3 separate regions of the Mus musculus genome follow, and regions 1 and 3 are each linked to region 2. The links are chromatin contacts, called in public Micro-C maps. All regions are on one chromosome and are shown on one strand. The core of a region is the stretch at or near the end of the contact, and the rest is flanking DNA. Distances in the headings are between cores, read along the strand shown. Region 1 holds the start of Nudt21 (nudix (nucleoside diphosphate linked moiety X)-type motif 21). Region 2 holds the start of Gnao1 (guanine nucleotide binding protein, alpha O). Region 3 holds the start of Amfr (autocrine motility factor receptor).

Region 1 (3,214 bases), core at 52-2,551, 230 kb after region 2:
CAACTATTTCCACATTTTATAAACCTTGCATTTCATTACCGAAGTTTGCGTGCCATTACTTGTTTTGTCAAAAACAATAGTAGTAGTTGTTCTTGAGAACAGTTCTCAAGAGCTCAACAAGTTTTCAACTTCATGTCACATTTAGTTTTAGGAGGAATGGTTTATTTACTTGAATATGAGAGATTTGTTTATTTATTTGAATATGAAAGGTGAGTCACTAAAATGACTTACACAAACCCCACTCTCAGCAATGTCTTGCACATTTTAAACAAATAACCAGTCTAAACTGGACACTTTTTTCCCATTAGAATCAGCTCCACACTAGGGAATGAGGTACCAAACATTATAAGCTATATCCCAATCTCAATTTCTTGCCACAACAAAATTTTGTTTGAGTGATCCCGAAATGCAATCATCTGCTTAAGACAAAGGTTTGTTGAAAACAAAACAGCCTGCAAACAGGCTGTCGGGACAACATGTAAGGTACCTCCGACCTCTGAAAGTACAACCAGACAACAGAGTGTGTCCTCGCAATTTTAGGTCTACTGGGAGTCTGCAATGATACTGTATGTTGGCACTTTGGTAGACAAGACATACAAATGCAAAAAGGTAGACCAAACAGCGCGAAAATTAATAAAATGTGGCCACTGGATGGAACACTACCCAACATTTAAAGGGGGAAAAAAAAAAACTAGGATGTCAGAGGTTAATCTGGAAAAGTTACTGTAAAAGAAATGTACACCCTACAAAACTGAGAATTGTTCAAATAAACACAAATACATGTGCGATGAAACAACCAGCAACGGATTGAAAGGATACACACATTATGAATTCAAAGCAAACGCAGGTTCTAACCATGGCTGAATGAAGGGAAAGGGGGAAACGAACCTCGCTTTTAAAATAGGAAAACTGCCAAGTCGGGGTCGAGAAACAGGTCTAGGAAAGAAAGCGCGCATCCCGGAAGGGACAACCCGCATCCGGCGTGAGGGAGGAGCGCGCACTGGGAGAGCATCAACGGCCGAGGCCGCGCCGCACTTACAGATTAATGGTGCGCTCCAGGGTGAGGGGCTTGGTCTGCTGGATGTACTTGTTGCCGAACTGGTTGACCCCCCGGGGCCAGCCCGTCTGCGAGCGATTGGGCGGCACCACAGACATGCTGAACAGCTCCGACGCCGGGGACGTGCAGAAAGCGGGGGCCCGGGGAGACGTCCGCGGGGCGGGCAGCGGTTATCTGCGTCCCGCTCAGCAGCCACCACCCGCCATTAACAGTCGAGAGCAAGAGGCGCGGAACACACGCCGGAAGTGAATACGCTCCGGAGGCAGGAAGTTGGGAGGCAGGCCACTGCGACCATTTGACCAATTGCTGGCGGCGTGACGCAATATGTTGATCTCCCATTGGTTATTTTTGTGGAGATCCCGCCTCCCTGTGCTTTACTGCCTTTCCATTGGGTAATGCTGGTGAAATAAGGAAAGAGGGTTTTCGGGAACTGTAGTTTCTGGAGGGAAGTAGCGTCCTGACTTCCTTGGCGTGGGTCTGTGCACCGTGAGAAGATGAACGGGAAGCGGCCGGCGGATCCTGGCCCAGCGCGGCCAATGAAGAAGGGAAAGAAGCAGGTATCGGCAGAGTTTTCGGACGCTGTCACTGAAGAAATCCTGAGGAAGCAGGTGGCTGAGGCCTGGAGCTGCCGGACACCGTTCAGCCATGGTAATGGGGTGCTGTAGGGAGGCGCGGCAGCAAGAGGTGTGGGGAGGATCGCAGCCACCTCCGACCCGGGCGCTGACTGCTGCTCGGTTCATTCCATATTCTGCTTGATTTGGCAAGCCTGGGGAGGAAAATAAATATAAGCTCCGGACACTATGGGGAAGTGGGAGACATGTAGCCTGGGGGTTGAATTCTAGAATCAGAGGTCACTCAGAATCCCTCTGCTGATTGTACGTCATTGGGCAATGCATATAACTTTGCTTAAGGGCCAGTTTCTTCGTTTATAAAACGGAATCGTTAATAGTATTCCCCCTCCGAAAGATGGGATTGACAAACTAATGTTTGTAGACATTCATAAACGTTTCCTTGAGAACCGGTAAATAGCTAGCAAGCGAGGGTCACTCTCCGCTGTTACGTGGACTGTCTAACCCACGCTGGTGTTGAAAGCTGCCAGAGAAGCAAGCACCTGGATTTACCAGTTTTCACGTACCTTGTCGTTGGCCTAAGTGACGCACAAAACCAACATAATCTTGAAAGGAACGATCATTCCAGACATAGCTACAAGTTATTACCTTATACAATGTGACTCTGGCTGGGTGCGTCTTGAATTTTCTCAGACTTGCCGATTGTCTGTTTCATTTGAGTGTTTAAACAGGGGAACCCCTGGGCGCTCAGGACGCAGGCAGAAGATGATTACATAAAATGCAGGCTCCGGCTGCCCAGAGACTTCTCAGTTTCTTTGTCTGTTGCAAAGGCGTAGTGACTATATCATCGATTCCTCAGTTGTAGAGAATATAAATGAAATAATGCTTATAAGGCACCACTGGGTCAAGATTGGTTGTTATTCATAATCTAGTGGAAGTGAAATCAGTTAGAGGTTAAAAACCACCTGTTTTTTTTTTTTTTGTTTTGTTTTGTTTTGTTTTGTTTTTAAACCCAGAAATTTAGGGAAAGAAAGGGTGGTATTAAAGAGAAATAGCCAGCCAGTTTTGCTACTCTTATTATTTGTTTTACTTCGCTCTGGAGAGAATGAGTTAAGAATCTAAAATGTGGGGCTGGAGAGATGGTTCAGTGTTTAAGAGCACTGACTGTTCTTACAGAGGTCCTGAGTTCAATTCCCAGTAACCTCATGGCTCACAACATCTGTAATGGGATCCGATGCCCTCTTCTGGTCTGTCTGTAGAGAGTGACGGTACACTCATGTACATAAAGCAAATAAATGAATAAGTCTTAAAAGAAAAAGAATCTAGAATGCATTTGATGCAAGAGTCAGTAAACTAAATAACTTAAAATAAAAACTAAGAGCTTCCATTGGCGTCGTCCCTTCCACTCATTAAAGCCTAACAGGGAAGCATAGTATCTGAGAACAGTAGTTTTGAATGAGCACAGTTCTTCATGAATTTTAGTCTTTAACGATTGGACTACCAGAACTTCATGATGGTCTCTTCTTGTATTCTATTATGCTGCTTGGTGGTCAGACATACAGAAGAGAGGAAAGACCAGGGTGCTATT
Region 2 (3,573 bases), core at 23-2,522:
CTGGTTTCTGACTATCTGAGAAGATATGAAGGGTGTATTTCTTCTAGTAGTTTGTTATTTTAAGATGAAAGGAAGAAAAAAAATCTCTTATCACAAACCTATGAAGAATTCATTTTTACCGGATTATGTTCTGGGGATACAAGAATTCAAGAACCAAGGGAGGCCATCGATTCATCATATAGAGAAAAATTTAAGGGAACAAGTATTTGCTAGAGGCTTTCATGAAAGACTGTCCCTGGGCCTTTGGCATCAAGCCATCCTAGGATGGTAACCATCTCTAGCGACAGAGGTTGTGGGCATCTCGCGGTAAGGCTCACATTGGCTAAGGGAGGCAAAAACTCCTGCGGAGCAGGCCTTGCCTCTTCTCTGCCTGCTACTTTCCTCTCTACTAGCCCAGTCTCTAGACACTAGATGCTCAATAAATGCGGACCCAAATCCGTCACTGAGCCCCAGCGCGTTATTATGGAGTGAGCGGGTTTATCCTGACCCACTACCTCCTCACATCTGCGGAGGCACCATAGCTCGACTAGGGGCTACACCTCCAGCCGCGAAGGAGAACAATCGGTAAGGCGATCTGCCGGAGACACGACCCAGAGCCCGAGGGACCAGGAAGCTGGAGGCTCAGGCCCAGGGCTGGGGACCACCTGACCGCCGCGCTGGGGTTGACAGGAGGCGGGCCGGGCGCGCGAGACCCGCCGGGGTGGGGCGGGGTGGGGCGCAGGCGCGCGCCCGGCCCCAGGCCCCGCCCTCCCCAGCCCGGCACGCTCCGGGAGCCGCGGGGGGAGGGGGACCCGAGAGTGGGCGGCGCCGCGCGCGCGCGCCCGCTTGTCTGACGCGTCCCGCGGGCATGCGCGCCGCCCCCGCCCGCGCCGTCCCCGGGGCCCCCGGCGCGCGGCCCTGCTGACGTCAGCGGGCGGCTGGCGGAGCGCTGCGCAGGACCAGGCGCACTCGAGAGCTGCGCTCGCCTCGCCCCCCCCCTCCCCGCCCGCCCCGGCGCGCGCGCGCGTGCCCTGCCCTCCCTGCCCGCCTCTTCTCGCGCTCCCCGCTGGCCGCGGCTCCCTCGCGCTCTCCCCGTCTCCTGTCCGCTCCGCCGAGCGATGCGAGTTCTGGGCCCCGGCGACGCCGCCTCCCGCTAGAGAGAGCTGCACCCCCCACCCCCGGCCCGGCCCTCTGCCCAGCCCTGCCCCGCGCGCGGGGGTCGGAGAAGGCGCCGCGGACGCATCGACGGCCGAGGAGCGGCGATGCACATGCACTAGCGGCACCCCCTAACTCACTCCCTCCACACCCCGCGCCACCGCCGCCTCCACCTTCTCCGCCTCCGCCTCCTCCTCCTCCGCCTCCGGCAGCCGCGGCAGAAGGACCCACCCTGCCCCCCACCCCACCCTCCGCCGGCTCCGGCTGCGGATCCAGCCTCGACTCCTATTTTATTTATTTTGGGTCGTGCACTAGCCTCGGTGCCTGCAACCCGCGCCTCCCGGGCCCGCGGGCGCCTCCTCTCTCGGCTCCGGAGCCCCAGACCCCGGCTACCCTCACCTCGACACCCCCAGACCCCAGCCAGCCGCCGCTAATCTTCGCCGCTGGAATCTTAATAGAGGCTGTCCTTTTGGGGGGATTCTGGTCTTTCGACAATTTTGTTCCCAGCCAAGGAGAGGATATCGTGATTTTCTCCCCTTTGAGCCCAGGCTCTGCTCTGTGGGGGGGTGGGGGGCGCGCCGACCCGGGGAGTCGTGCCAGCCTAGTCGTGCGGGCTGTGGCAGGGAAGGGGCCACCATGGGATGTACGCTGAGCGCAGAGGAGAGAGCCGCCCTCGAGCGGAGCAAGGCGATTGAGAAAAACCTCAAAGAAGATGGCATCAGCGCCGCCAAAGACGTGAAATTACTCCTGCTGGGTAAGGACCTGGGTAGCCACCCCCGCCCCTCGACCCCCGCCACAGTTCCCAACCCGACTTGCGCCCTGGGAAATCTGGTCCCTGAGTTGGCAACACCTTGTGCCCAGGAGCGCCCACCCTGTGCATGCCTTGAAGCCCCCTTCCCATTTCCATGAGCTGACACTCACCAGTTTCCCCCCCTCTGTGTGTCCCAACAGGGGCTGGAGAATCAGGAAAAAGCACCATTGTGAAGCAGATGAAGTAAGTCCCTGTGTCATTGGGATTTGTACTTTTATTAAGAATAATTTATATCGTTTTTATTATCTTGCTCACCCATATTTGCTCTCCAGGCCTGGTTTTTAATTCGCGCACACACAGAAGAAACCCGAGGTTGCCTCCCCTCCCCCACTCCCTACGTTGGTTCTGGGTCCCCCACCCCAACTCCTGGGGTCGGTGTTTGCGGGGAGGGAATGAGAGCGCCTCTAGTTGTATGAATGACAGTGTCCGCCATATTGATCAGAACATCACACTATTGGCGTGCTTATGATCATAACTCTTGCTCGTGGAGTATTTCGTGTTTCACTGCCTCCATTTCTGTCTCTGCCTCATCTTCTTTCCCCTCCTCCTCCACCCCACCCCTCGAATCCCACTTCCCCCTGCTTCTCTTGAGGCAGTGATTTTGAACTTGACTAAAACATGGAGGGGACCCAGCCCTAGCAGATTGGGGTGGAGGATCAAGTGTTTGCTGTTCACGAGTTTGGTGCTGAATTCCTGGTGGCTGTGGCTTAGACGACCCCCCCCCCCAAAGCGAGCAAGGGTTAGGGGAGGGGGCGTGCACTGGGGAGAAAGGATGGGTTTCCAAGCGGATGTGACAGACACAGCCTTATCCAAGGCAGAGGTGGGAGGGTCTGTGGGGCTAAAAGCCAGTTTCATCTGCCCTCCAGCCCCTCTCCTCCCTGGCCCTCCAGCCTTTGCTCTTCTGACACCCGCAGGTTCCAGTCACTGTGTAGCCTTTATCGTTGTATTTACACTCTGTATTCTACCTTCAATGCGGATTTCAGGCCCTACTTGCCACCGCCCCCTTTCTGCCTTAGATATCAGTTTCCCCTCCTAATTAACTGGGGGTGGATTTGAGTGATGGTTGAAAATTAAAACAAAATGGGATATTCCTTCCTTTCCACATTTCCCCACTTAGGAGCCTCGCCCGTCCTTCCTCCTCTCTGGCTTGCTTCTTGCCCCATCCACTCCACGGTTCCCGGTGAGCCTCCAGGCAGCTCTGCCTGGGGAGGGGTGGCCGGCAGGGAACGGGTGCGTGCCTTCCGGGCCTCCTGGCCCTGTTTCCGTTGGCCTGTCAGTTCGGGACGGAGGAGTTCGTTAGGACCGTTTAGCGAGGATTCCATGTCGCTTTGCTGTGACACCTTCGTGCACACACAGCTCCTAATTAGAGGTTGCTGTGCTGTAAACAAAAATGATTATTTTTCAACTTGACAGAATAGCCGAAGTAATTGCATCCCGTAGGAAAACAATGGAAAATAAAAGCCCCTTTCGAGGGAAGGTGGGTGGGAGACAAATCGTGCTTGTGGTTTCAAAACCAAGAAGCAAAAATTCTTGCATGTGTAACAGGCATGACAAGCGAGTTCCAGGCGGCGCCATGATGGTAGGGAGCAGCGACTAGGAGACAGTTTCTCCCATCTGCTTGGCATGTT
Region 3 (3,174 bases), core at 533-3,032, 200 kb after region 2:
GAATGATCAATCTATATGAGGTAAGACTGTGCAAAGAAAAAGAACATTCTTTAAAATGACAATTCTCAGAAACGCCAAAGGGAAGGCCTTAGATTAATGTTTTATGAAATGTTATTAACCTTGGAATTTGAACGTGGGTTTTGCAAGAAGAAACTTACGAAAAAAAAACATTAAACAATACTATTGGCTGTTCTAGTAATAGAATAATGGTTCCAGCTTAAAACAAGGTATCAACGACTACATACACTATAGTCTTCACCCTTGTCAAAAGCACTCCCAACATAATAATTCTAAGTTGTTTACCCTAAAGACGAACAGTTCATCTTTTCTTAGGAGTAGAGAAAGGGGAACTTTGCCCTTCACTGCCTTCTATGAAACTATGCACCAAAGGACCAGGAGGCGTCATCTGCAGCCCACGAAGTTCACAAATCCCGCTGCTTCCTGATGAAGCACAGTGGGAATAATTACAACAAATGAGTTGCATTATAGTTCTACAAACTTATAACATTAACCCCTCAGTCATTTACAGCCTTCTCTAGGCGCCGTGTGGGGAGATACGATCCCCACCAAGCCACAGGAAATCCAAGTGACAATTTTTTAAATCCGGGAGCAACTTTTCCTATTTCTGAGGGTTCATAGAAGAGGCACTCAAGTGCAAGGTGAGAGCAAAATTTTCTCAGATCTGCCCAGCCTAAAATGATGTAACAAACGAAGCCAGTACTTGTGGCATGTGGACATTGCTTATCTCGCACCGGCAGACAAACTAGAACCCTTGTTTCAAAATGGATCGCTAAACGGAGGAATCGCGTTCAAAGGAGGGGCTGCCACACCGACCCGAAAGTGTTTTGCTGCTTTCTGTCAAAAAGGGAACAGTCACAAACCATCGCGGGGGGTGGTTGGGGGTGAGATAAAAGGACGTAGCTGGTCTGTTTGCTTCGTTAAATAGCGCCCATCGGGACTAACGCATTGACAAATAGCACCATTTCGAAGTTGTCTGGCGAAGAGTAAAATGTCCCCCTAACTTCGGCCTTCTCTTCGTCGGCGAGCCGCCCCCAACAACGCCGAGCTAAACCGGACGTGTCGCGGCTTCTCACAGCCTCGGGTCGCCGCACCCCGCCGCCCTGGAGCCCGCGGGTCCGACCGCCCTTGCCTCGACTGTTCTCCCCGGCATCCCGACACCTTCTCTCCGCGGCCCGCCACGCTCGCAGCGCCGCTGGGCCTCGAGCCCCACGCGAGGGCCGCGGTCCCCGGGCCGAGGAGGCCGGGGTCAGGGCCCGGCCACGCCCCCCTGCGGATAATGGGTGACATGGCGGCTCCCGCCCGGCCGCCCGCCCCCGCGCCCGGCCCGCAGCCTCGCTCACCCACACGAACAGGCTGTCCGACAGCAGGTACTGGGCCACGTCGCGGGCCCGGGGGCCGCCGGCGGTCAGGCGCGCCTCGGGCTGCAGTGGGGCCGTTAGCGGCTCCGGCTCACCCGAGCCGTCCTCCGGCTGACTGAGGGCGCGGTAGGCGCTGACGATGGTGCCCAGCAAGGCCAGGCCGCTGAGGCCCGTGTAGGTGCGGAGGCTGGGCCACGGGAAGCGCTCGAGGAAGAGCAGCGGCATGGCGGCAGCGACGGGCTCCGGCCCCCGAGGCTTCCCGCGCTGCGGCCAGGCGCCTGCGGCGGCCTTGCGAAAGGCGCCCACGGGCTCTGGCGTCGCTGCCGCTGCCGCTGCCGCCGCCGCTGCGCCGGGCCGAGCCGGGCCGCTCCTAGCTGCTCGCGCCGCTCCGCCCCGCGCCGCTCCCGCTGCTGCCCCTGCCGGCGCGGAAGAGCCTCGGCGGACTCGGGGCGGGCCGCCGCCCCTAGCGGGACGCGGGCGGGACGGGCGCGGGGGCGCGGCCTTCGTCCCCCGCCCACAGCCGGCGCTCTGCAACCCCGAGAGCACAGGACCCGGCCTGGGGCCCCGCGTCCCGGCCCCCTGCAGCATCCTTGGCGACCCTGGGCCCACTGAAGCCACGAGCGCACCCGAGCCGGGCTCTGGGGTGAGCCTGGCCCGTAGGCAATGACGGCAGGCCTGTGTGCGTGGTCAGGCGGCAGGGTGAGGGTGCGGGACCCCTGCCCCTGGCCACTTGTCGCTTGTTCCTCCCCGCCAAAGCTGGTAAACCCGCCATCCCACCACCCTGTAGACTAGAGGCTTCCTTGGTGTCCTAAAGAAGCGACATGATGCTTAGGAAATAAGAGAAGCCTTGAGATAGAATATTTTTAAAACGGAGGAACCAATTTAACCAGAAATAAAAATCTGTTCCCTCTTAGCTACAAGTAAGAATGTCAAATGCTGCTTAGTTTCTTGGAAAATACCTGTTCCTAAAAGGTAAACCAAAGGGTGACCTTCGTCCTGGCAGTTACACTGCTTGTTAAGTAAACATCCAAGAGAAATGAAAACAGACACCCACACAAAGTCCCTACATTGAGGCTGACAGTAGCACTACTCCTAAAAACCAGAGAGGCAAACCTCGAATTATAGCGTTTGAAAATAAAGTACAGATAATGCTACAATATCAGAGAATGTTGACGATGTCTGAATCAAGCCACACACAGATATCTAAATTCTGTGTGACCACGCTGATAAGACAAATGCATGCAATGTAGAGTAGAAGGGGAGTTTGAAAGAACTGGAGGTGACAGCTAAAGAAGTGACAGGTTGGGGTACTAGTTTCCTGAAGTGAGAATTTCTAAAGTTGCTGTTATACAACTATGAATACACTCAAAGTCACTGAATTGTACACTATAAACAGCAGGTTATATCTATGTGAATTACATAAGATAACATAGGGTACAGTTTTTAATTATTATATCCCCGAGCCATGTGTTAGTGCCTATCCCAGAATGTAGCTCTGTAAACAGCTTTGAATTTTCCAAATTTTCTAATGTGGAGAAATTGTCTTTGTAGTATTTTTTCATGCCAAATATTTCTATAGATCTTTTAAATCTGAAAATTAACCACTGTTATAATTCTTAAAAACATCTCATCATGAGTCTTTGTACAATATAGTTCCCTTTGGTTCGTTCCCAGTCATTTGCAACATGGCTTGTGAGATGAACCATTTGCTACAAACTGGAGTTTGATTCTCATAACTCCCCCAAGTTGTCCTCGGACTTCCATATCTGTGTCTCCCCCACACATAACTAAATGT

The links. Hi-C and Micro-C count contacts between places; a contact is called where the count stands out from the background.
Region 1: a contact with region 2 is called in a Micro-C map of embryonic stem cells, with 2.9 times the contacts expected there. The contact joins the promoter of Nudt21 here to the promoter of Gnao1 in region 2. A contact is called at or near these places in 5 of 39 promoter capture datasets (cranial neural crest, embryonic stem cells, frontonasal cranial neural crest and 2 more), 7 of 484 Hi-C or Micro-C datasets (cortical neurons, embryonic stem cells and uterus) and 1 of 9 other capture datasets (adipose tissue).
Region 3: a contact with region 2 is called in a Micro-C map of embryonic stem cells, with 9 times the contacts expected there. The contact joins the promoter of Amfr here to the promoter of Gnao1 in region 2. A contact is called at or near these places in 3 of 39 promoter capture datasets (the 3T3-L1 cell line, hippocampal neurons and neural stem cells), 1 of 15 datasets of contacts at CTCF or cohesin (the NIH/3T3 cell line), 9 of 484 Hi-C or Micro-C datasets (the N1E-115 cell line, brain, cerebral cortex and 3 more), 2 of 115 datasets of contacts at active chromatin or transcription factors (embryonic forebrain and fibro-adipogenic progenitors) and 1 of 9 other capture datasets (adipose tissue).

Annotation. Positions count from the first base shown.
Region 1 is chr8:94,035,738-94,038,951 of GRCm38.p6, forward strand. It overlaps Nudt21 (nudix (nucleoside diphosphate linked moiety X)-type motif 21), which reads right to left and starts at 1,302. Exons shown (of 7, transcript NM_026623.3): 1 at 1,040-1,302. The coding sequence starts at 1,155. It overlaps Ogfod1 (2-oxoglutarate and iron-dependent oxygenase domain containing 1), which reads left to right and starts at 1,461. Exons shown (of 13, transcript NM_177767.4): 1 at 1,461-1,705. The coding sequence starts at 1,552.
Region 2 is chr8:93,809,566-93,813,138 of GRCm38.p6, forward strand. Gnao1 (guanine nucleotide binding protein, alpha O) reads left to right here and starts at 1,273. Exons shown (of 9, transcript NM_010308.3): 1 at 1,273-1,888; 2 at 2,086-2,128. The coding sequence starts at 1,771. 4930488L21Rik (RIKEN cDNA 4930488L21 gene) reads right to left here. Exons shown (of 1, transcript NR_026888.1): 1 at 2,129-3,573.
Region 3 is chr8:94,010,858-94,014,031 of GRCm38.p6, forward strand. Amfr (autocrine motility factor receptor) reads right to left here and starts at 1,783. Exons shown (of 14, transcript NM_011787.2): 1 at 1,362-1,783. The coding sequence starts at 1,604.